Regions from separate parts of the Oryza sativa genome. Here region 1 is linked to region 2. A link is a contact called in public ChIA-PET data. All regions are on one chromosome and are shown on one strand. The core of a region is the stretch at or near the end of the contact, and the rest is flanking DNA. Distances in the headings are between cores, read along the strand shown. Region 1 holds the start of LOC107276829. Region 2 holds the start of LOC4325843.

The links. ChIA-PET counts read pairs in DNA pulled down with a chosen protein or histone mark.
Region 1: a contact with region 2 is called in an H3K4me3 ChIA-PET map of leaf, with 4 times the contacts expected there. The contact joins the promoter of LOC107276829 here to the promoter of LOC4325843 in region 2. A contact is called at or near these places in 3 of 4 datasets of contacts at active chromatin or transcription factors (leaf and seedling).

Annotation. Positions count from the first base shown.
Region 1 is chr1:21,275,618-21,279,206 of ASM3414082v1, reverse strand. It overlaps LOC107276829, which reads left to right and starts at 1,740. Exons shown (of 3, transcript XM_066306819.1): 1 at 1,740-1,949; 2 at 2,062-2,157; 3 at 2,257-3,589. The coding sequence starts at 1,819. The coding sequence ends at 3,247.
Region 2 is chr1:21,231,053-21,234,662 of ASM3414082v1, reverse strand. LOC4325843 reads right to left here and starts at 1,884. Exons shown (of 2, transcript XM_015770679.3): 1 at 769-1,884; 2 at 1-62. The coding sequence starts at 1,599. The coding sequence ends at 18.

The DNA.
Region 1 (3,589 bases), core at 491-2,990, 45 kb before region 2:
TCCTAAGAGATGAGAAAGGGACTCAGCAGGAAGAGGAATGAATCATGAGAGAAACACAAAGGTCAACCTTCTACAAATATGGAACATGGATTCTTCACCTCGATAAGTATCTCTGACTCCAGAACCGTGCAATCCAGCCCATCTAACGGGTGCACCCACTTACACTTCCGTCCTCACTTTTTGTAAGAGGGTTAACCCAAAGAGTGATATGACTGGAGGGATAAGACCTTATAAGTTGATTTCATTCTTGCTAGACTAGCAATGCAGTACTAAACATGCGTACACAACTCTCACGGGCCATCAAAATTGGGCCGCATGTCACACTAAGCCTCTGGGTGATGTCATCTAGCAACGCCGGATCCATCCCCTTCCTCTGACTTCTTGAACCCAAACCATCCTCTCAAAACTTCTCAGAAACACATGAGCAGTAACAGTTAAATAACGAACTTTACAGCAAGAAACTTAAGCGGAATTGAAATTTTTTTCCTAGAGCTCTGGAGGCACTGCACCGCTGGGGGTCCACCTCAAAGAAGCCATGCTATTTACCGGCGAACTCGACAAACTCCACATGTTCCCTCCATACCTCCCTTTAGCGCTTGGTGGGGATGGACTCCTGTGCGACTATCTGATGCTCCTAGCGGATGCGCATAACTGACATCAATGTCGGCACGGTCCCGCCATGGTGGCTACTGAAGCTCCTCCCCCTCGTCCCTGCTCTACAAGAAAGATGGGGGGAATAGGATAGAGAGGGGAGGTTAAGACTGCAATGTCACTCATGTGTGAGGCACACTTATAATTTTTATTTATTTCTAATTTTTAAGGTCAGTACGTAGGCACCATGTAAGCTAAAAACCATCCTCCATATTTCCTTAGGACATCGTTTACACTAGTTTTGGGAGATGAGGGATGCATTGTACCCGGTTCTGCGCGCGGTCGAGGACCACGATACAAACTCGACGGAAAGATGAGGGACGGACGATAGACTTATTACTTATTCAATGCGGAATGTGCAGTTAGTGTTATCACTGGGCCTGATCTAAGTCGACCGGGCCATGCTTCCGAAAGCACATCTGACCCGAAAGGCCCAACTGTAGCCCAATAGACTAAAGCCCAGCAAATTGAGGGCATACACCGTCATCATCCGGCAGGCACGTTCACACGTTCGCCCATATCCATCACCCATCCATCGACGATGACGCGCATCCGATGTGTGTGTGTACGTGCACACGTCACACGTCTCTCCGCCGCGCGCGGCCGCACACGACGTCAGTCAAGCGCGGACGCATCCATCATATCATGCATGCATGCAGGCGTTAGTTACCGAGGCGGTCATATCCATCCATCCATCCATCCGTCGATGGTGAGGTAGTGGACGCGTGCGTTTTTAAACAAGCAAACAGGTTGGTTAATTATTACCTGCATCGTCTTATCTGAAAGCGTTTTAATTTTATCCTGTGCACGCGCCGCCGATGAATCTCAGTGGAAATGATCAATCAATCCTCGATCGGCTCGGGAATACACGAACGCATCATGCAATTGATCCACCAAATCTACACATTAATTGCTGCTTCTTGCTCATCTCGCCATCTTTTCCCCCATCATGCGAAATCTCTTTTCAAGATTTACTGTACACACACATCCACATATGTAGGAGTATACTAGTATTCCTACGCGTCTGGTTGTGTGTGTATATAAATAGGCGCACTATTCAGCATCCATCGGCAACTCTGAGATCGATACCATCAATCAGGCTAAATTTGCAGTACGTTCTTCGCTAGGTAGCTTCAGTGGCCAACTGCCGTCGTCGATCGATCGATCATGATGGAGATGCACGAGTGCTGCTACTACGGCGGCAGCATCGGCGGCGACTGGCTCAACCCACTCGCCGCCATCCCGCCGCCGTGTTCTTCCTCTTCTTCTTCGTGGTCGTCGCAGCTTCTCCTCCTCAGGTCAGTGCATTTCATTTCATCATCGCTTTGGTTATTTTTGGTTTTGTAGAATTCACGAGTAGGAGTGTAGTAGTACATGAAACTGACATTGTTGTTGAATCGTCTCGTGTAGTGATCACGATGACGTACTCTTGCACTCCGCCGGCGATCATGGCGGCGCGGTGGCCGGAATAGGCGGCGCCTGCATGACCGCCGATCTCGTTGTCAGGTGAACATCATCATTTCTTCACCTTCTTTCTTTCTTTCTGCAACTCGATGGATTTATTACAGCCTAGAATTTGAACGGTTTTGATCATGTCGTCATCAGGGACGAGGAGATGGAGATGGCCGCCGGCTACCTGCCGGTGGCCGCGTCGGCCGCCGCCGCCGCCGACGTCGACCACTACATGTACCAGCAGTTTCAGCTCGAGCCTGATCAGTTCGTCTCGACGTTGCCCGCGGTGGCGGTGGCGGTGGCGGCGACGGCGGGCGGCGGCAGCCACGACGACGAGCTCCTGAGGATGCCCTTCACCGACATCGACCTCGACGCGTTCGCCGACGCGCGCGACGTCGTCGTCGGCGTCGGCGAGCCCAAGCCCAGTCCCCAGCACACTCTCGACGCGGCGATCGCGCTCCCGGCGGTCGGCGGCGGCGGCGCCCACCACTTCGGCACGCAGGACGACGACGTCAAGTTCGACGTGACCAAGCAACGCAACGACGCCGCCCTCGCCGGCGACGACTCCCTGTCCATGGTGATCGTCGAGAGCTACGAGATGGGCATGCGACGTCACGCCGCCGAGCAGGAGCAGGAGCAGAAGCCAAAGATCATCACATCAGCCGCAACGACATTGACGCCTCTTCCTCTTCCTCCACCGCCGCCGCCGCCGCCGCGCGTGACGAGGAGCCGCCGCGACGGATCATCGGCGGCGACGGCGGGCGGGAAGACTCGGCTGGACCACATCGGATTCGAGGACCTGAGGCGGTACTTCTACATGCCAATCACCAAGGCGGCGAGGGAGATGAACGTGGGGCTGACCGTGCTCAAGAAGCGCTGCCGCGAGCTCGGCGTCGCCCGGTGGCCTCACCGGAAGATGAAGAGCCTCAAGTCCCTCATCCTCAACGTCCAGGCACGCATCAACCTAACCCCTAGAACCTTCTCGATCAGCCTCGTCTTCGTCTTCTTCCTCCAGACCAATTCAGTTCTTGCTTTGCTTGCATTGCACCGTCCGTCCATGGCGTGCAGGAGATGGGGAGCAAGGGGATGTCGGCGGCGGCGATGCGGCGGGAGCTGGAGGCGCTGGAGAATTGCTGCGCGCTGATGGAGAGGAACCCGGCGGTGGAGCTGACGGAGAGGACCAAGAAGCTGAGGCAGGCGTGCTTCAAGGAGAATTACAAGCGGAGGAGGGCGGCTGCCGTCGACGTGCTCGACCTCGACCACTGCTTCAGCTTCGCCGCCGGTCATTGCCACCGCCACCACCACCAGCAGCTGGCTCTGCCGCCGCCGCCAGCTGCCGCCGCCGACCACCGTAGGAGAGATTTCTTCGGCTACTGATTGAACGGCAGCTGCAGCATGCGTGCTCGATCGTAGTGGTACCCAATGATCCATACGTAGTAGTATTGGTAAATAGTAGTGGGATTTTGGCACTGGCAATCCACTAATT
Region 2 (3,610 bases), core at 635-3,134:
GGGAGTTTGCAGGATTTCTAGCTCCATGGAGTAATCTGTTTGACGCTTCTGCGGATGCTTGCCTGCTCAAAGTTCAACTTTGGATTAGTCGCCAAGATTACTAACATATTCTGCGCCAGCTATATCACTAGATAAAATTAATGGATGTGTACAAGACTGCCAAAAAAAATGCAAGATGTGTGAAGTGTGCTTGTTTAGAGTTTAGAGTTTAGACAACTATCCAGGTTTTCAGATCTCTAGTGCTTATAAACATGATATATGTGTGCTGTCCATTGTTAACCCCAAAGAATCATATAAAAAATAACACATAAGATTTGTCGATCACAAAAATCCCTACTAAAGAAAATCGTTTTTTAATTATTGATTGATAATCTCCCGCAAAAAAAAATTATTGATTGATAATCAGCACAAGTTATGTCTTGTTGACCCCATATTTTGTTCTAAAAAAAAACTCTCTAGAAACCAATCGATAGTAATAACTAAATGAGTCTTAAAATATAAAAAAAAAATTAGCAATACAAAATGTGTAGACAAAATCTCTTATATTTTAGAATATTTTAGAACGAAATAGTATAAACTAGTAATATTACAACACATACAATAGAATATTTTTTCTCAGAAATATTTTTTGGAGTTCCATGTTAAAATCTGTAATATGAAGAACAGAGTAAAAAAAAATCGCATTCGGACATCGAGTTCAAGTTCAGTTGCGGGAAACAGAGCAAACGCATAGAGAAAAAGCAGAGGAAGGCGGGAAACCGCACGTACCCACAGGTGCGAAGTGTTCACGCTCGGGAGGCTCTTGTTCCTCTTGAACCGCGTGATCCTCACCGTGCTCTTGGCGCCGCACTCCTCGCCGTCGGCCTCCGGCTCCGGGTCGCCGTGCCCGTCAGCCTTCCTCCGGTGGTCGTCGTCGGCGAAGTAGGACATCGACGAGGACGACGAGGATGACGAGGAGGAGGACGACGACGCCGGAGAGCGGCACGACGCGTCCAGAGCCGCCGCGTCGTAGTCGTGTTTCTTGCCTCTCGCCGCCGCCGTGGCCTTCCTCCAGAGGCTCACCCCGACGGCGCTTGGCTTCCTCCGGTGGCTCGCCGTGCTCCCGCTCCTCGTCAGCGGCCTCGGCGGCTTGTTTCCACCGTAGGGGCCGTGCAGCACGGTGTTGGGGGAGAGCGACGAATCCGCCGCCGCCGCGGCTGCCGCTGCAGCCTGCAACCGAGGCGGCAGCTTGAGCGGCACGACGACGTGTCGCGCCTTGTCACCGTCGCCGCGGTCACCACCGCTCGCAGGCGCAGCCTCGCCGCCGTGAGAAACAGGTGCCCTCTCGTCGGCAGCCGGAGCGAGCGGCGGCGGCGGCGCGAAGTGTTCTGGCGCGACCACCACCACCTTAGGCCTCCCGGGCGCCTCCTCCCAGAGGAACGGCACGCCGACGGAGGACCCGAGCGACGGCGCCGCCGTGGGCGACGCGGCGTCGACGTCGAGCACCTTGCTCGTCCGCGACCACGCGCCGCGCGCCGCCTGCAGGCACAGCGCTGCCGGCGCCGCCCTGCCACTGCCGCCGCTCACCGTCGTCGTCGCCGTAGCCTCCGTCCCCATCATCCCACGCACACACAAACACTACAGTAGTTGTGATCTCACACTCACACTCTCTCCCCCTCTCTCTGTGGCTCGCGATGGAAACAGATGTGGAGTGAAGCGCGAGACGAGAGATGGAGCAGTCAATATATCATCACGCAAGTGGCTGGTTGCACTTGCACGAGACGAATGGTGCGGGGGAGCGGGGAGTGGGAGGAGGAGCGTGTAGCGCGTGTGAAGGGGGGCTCGCGTGACCGTGATAAATGGGAGTCGTGCGTGACCGCGACGTCGTGGGAGTCCAAAATTTCCAACCACGAGCGGGGGTTGGGGACTTGGGGTTGGGCCGGGCTGGGTGGAGAAACCGATGGAATGATGCGCACGGCACAGAGCAGAGCCAGCGTGCGTGCGTGCGCGCTCCACTGTTGGAGTTGGAGAGGGCGGCGTTTGAAGGTTTCAACGCGACAGCGGCATGCGGACCGGCGAGGGAAGGGACGGGCGCGTACGCGTACGGTAGCTTTCCCCCCGCGCGCGTCGCGTCGCGGTGGCGGTGCCCCGTGCGTGCTGTCGCCGCGCGTATGTGTGTGTAGCCAGTACGCGCGCGGCGGTCGGTCGGTCGGTCGGTAGCGAGGTACGTACTGTACCTCATCGCGGTGATACACGGGTAGGCACGGCGCGTAACTGCTCTAGCTTTGCTCTCGCTACAGGTCGGTCATGCAAACTCTCTACCGACGACGGAGCAGCGTCTAACGTATAAGTGATACCATTTTCGAACGTTGCTTCTTGGTCTTGTTCTTCTTCTTTTTTTTTTTTTAAGAAGCACAGTCAAAAACGCAGGACAACACATGATTTTAAAAGACTGGACTGATATATTTTGATATTGACGAAGTCACTACGAGCACCTCACTAAGGTACGTCGCCTACTATTAAGAGCATAAATATTATTTTTTTTAACGACTCGTACGAGACGGTGCGAAGTTCTATTGATAGAGTAGGAAAAAAATTACAAGATTACAACCCTGGAGGGTCGTAACAACGATAAGAGCATAAATATTATTGATAGATACGTCGCTTACCACTAAAAAATAAATAGTTGTAAATACGAGCATCCATGTTAAGCTTAGAATTTGAAACTAGATAGACTTGTTTCACCGCAAGACACCAAACTAATTAAGTTATGTTCACTTCGCTGAACGTTTTTAATTATACTGATGCATAATTTTATTTTAATTTTCTAATTTATTTTAACACCATATTACAATCACCATTAAATAGTCAAAGAATTATTTTCGAAGAGATGATATTGTTTCCGACTATTTCTGAGCGTGAGCATAAGCATCAGTCGTTCCACCTCGTCGTCATCGACGTCCATGGTTTGTTGGGTTTACATAGTCGCGTCACACACACTACGGATATGCGCTCTAGACTACCAGTCTAGCTGGACCCTTGTTGTTGACTCCCAAACATATAAGCCACTTGATTTGCCCGCAATGATATAGATCCAGCAATTCTACTCTGTTTAATTATTACAGGTTCCTATTTACGTTATGTTATTTCTTTTAACTTTTTTCTGAATTCACGTATAAAATTCAAAGATCCGCAAGAGCATTTAAAAAAAGATACGGATCGATATGTCAATTCTCTTCCGATAATGATAGGAAATGACCGGGATGTACCATTTGGCTATCCATAACTGTATGCAGACGACCGTGTAGTATTTTGATCCTTACTACTTCTTTCGGCCCAAAACATAAGTTATTAGTATTGAATGAAACCCATCCTAATATTATAAATTCTAGTACTAAGACTATTTAAATTTGTAATAGTAAGATAAGATGTATTCTAGTTTACTTTAATATCTTATATTTTAGCATGAAAGGACAATATGAGTACTAATTAATTCTGGTCGTTCCTATCAATACCGTCTGAGATGATTCACCGTACCTATGAATCCATTTATCTATGTCAGATTTTGATTCAAGTATTCAACAATTATATTTTTTTACCATTATTACAAATTAAATTCCATAAAAAGAAT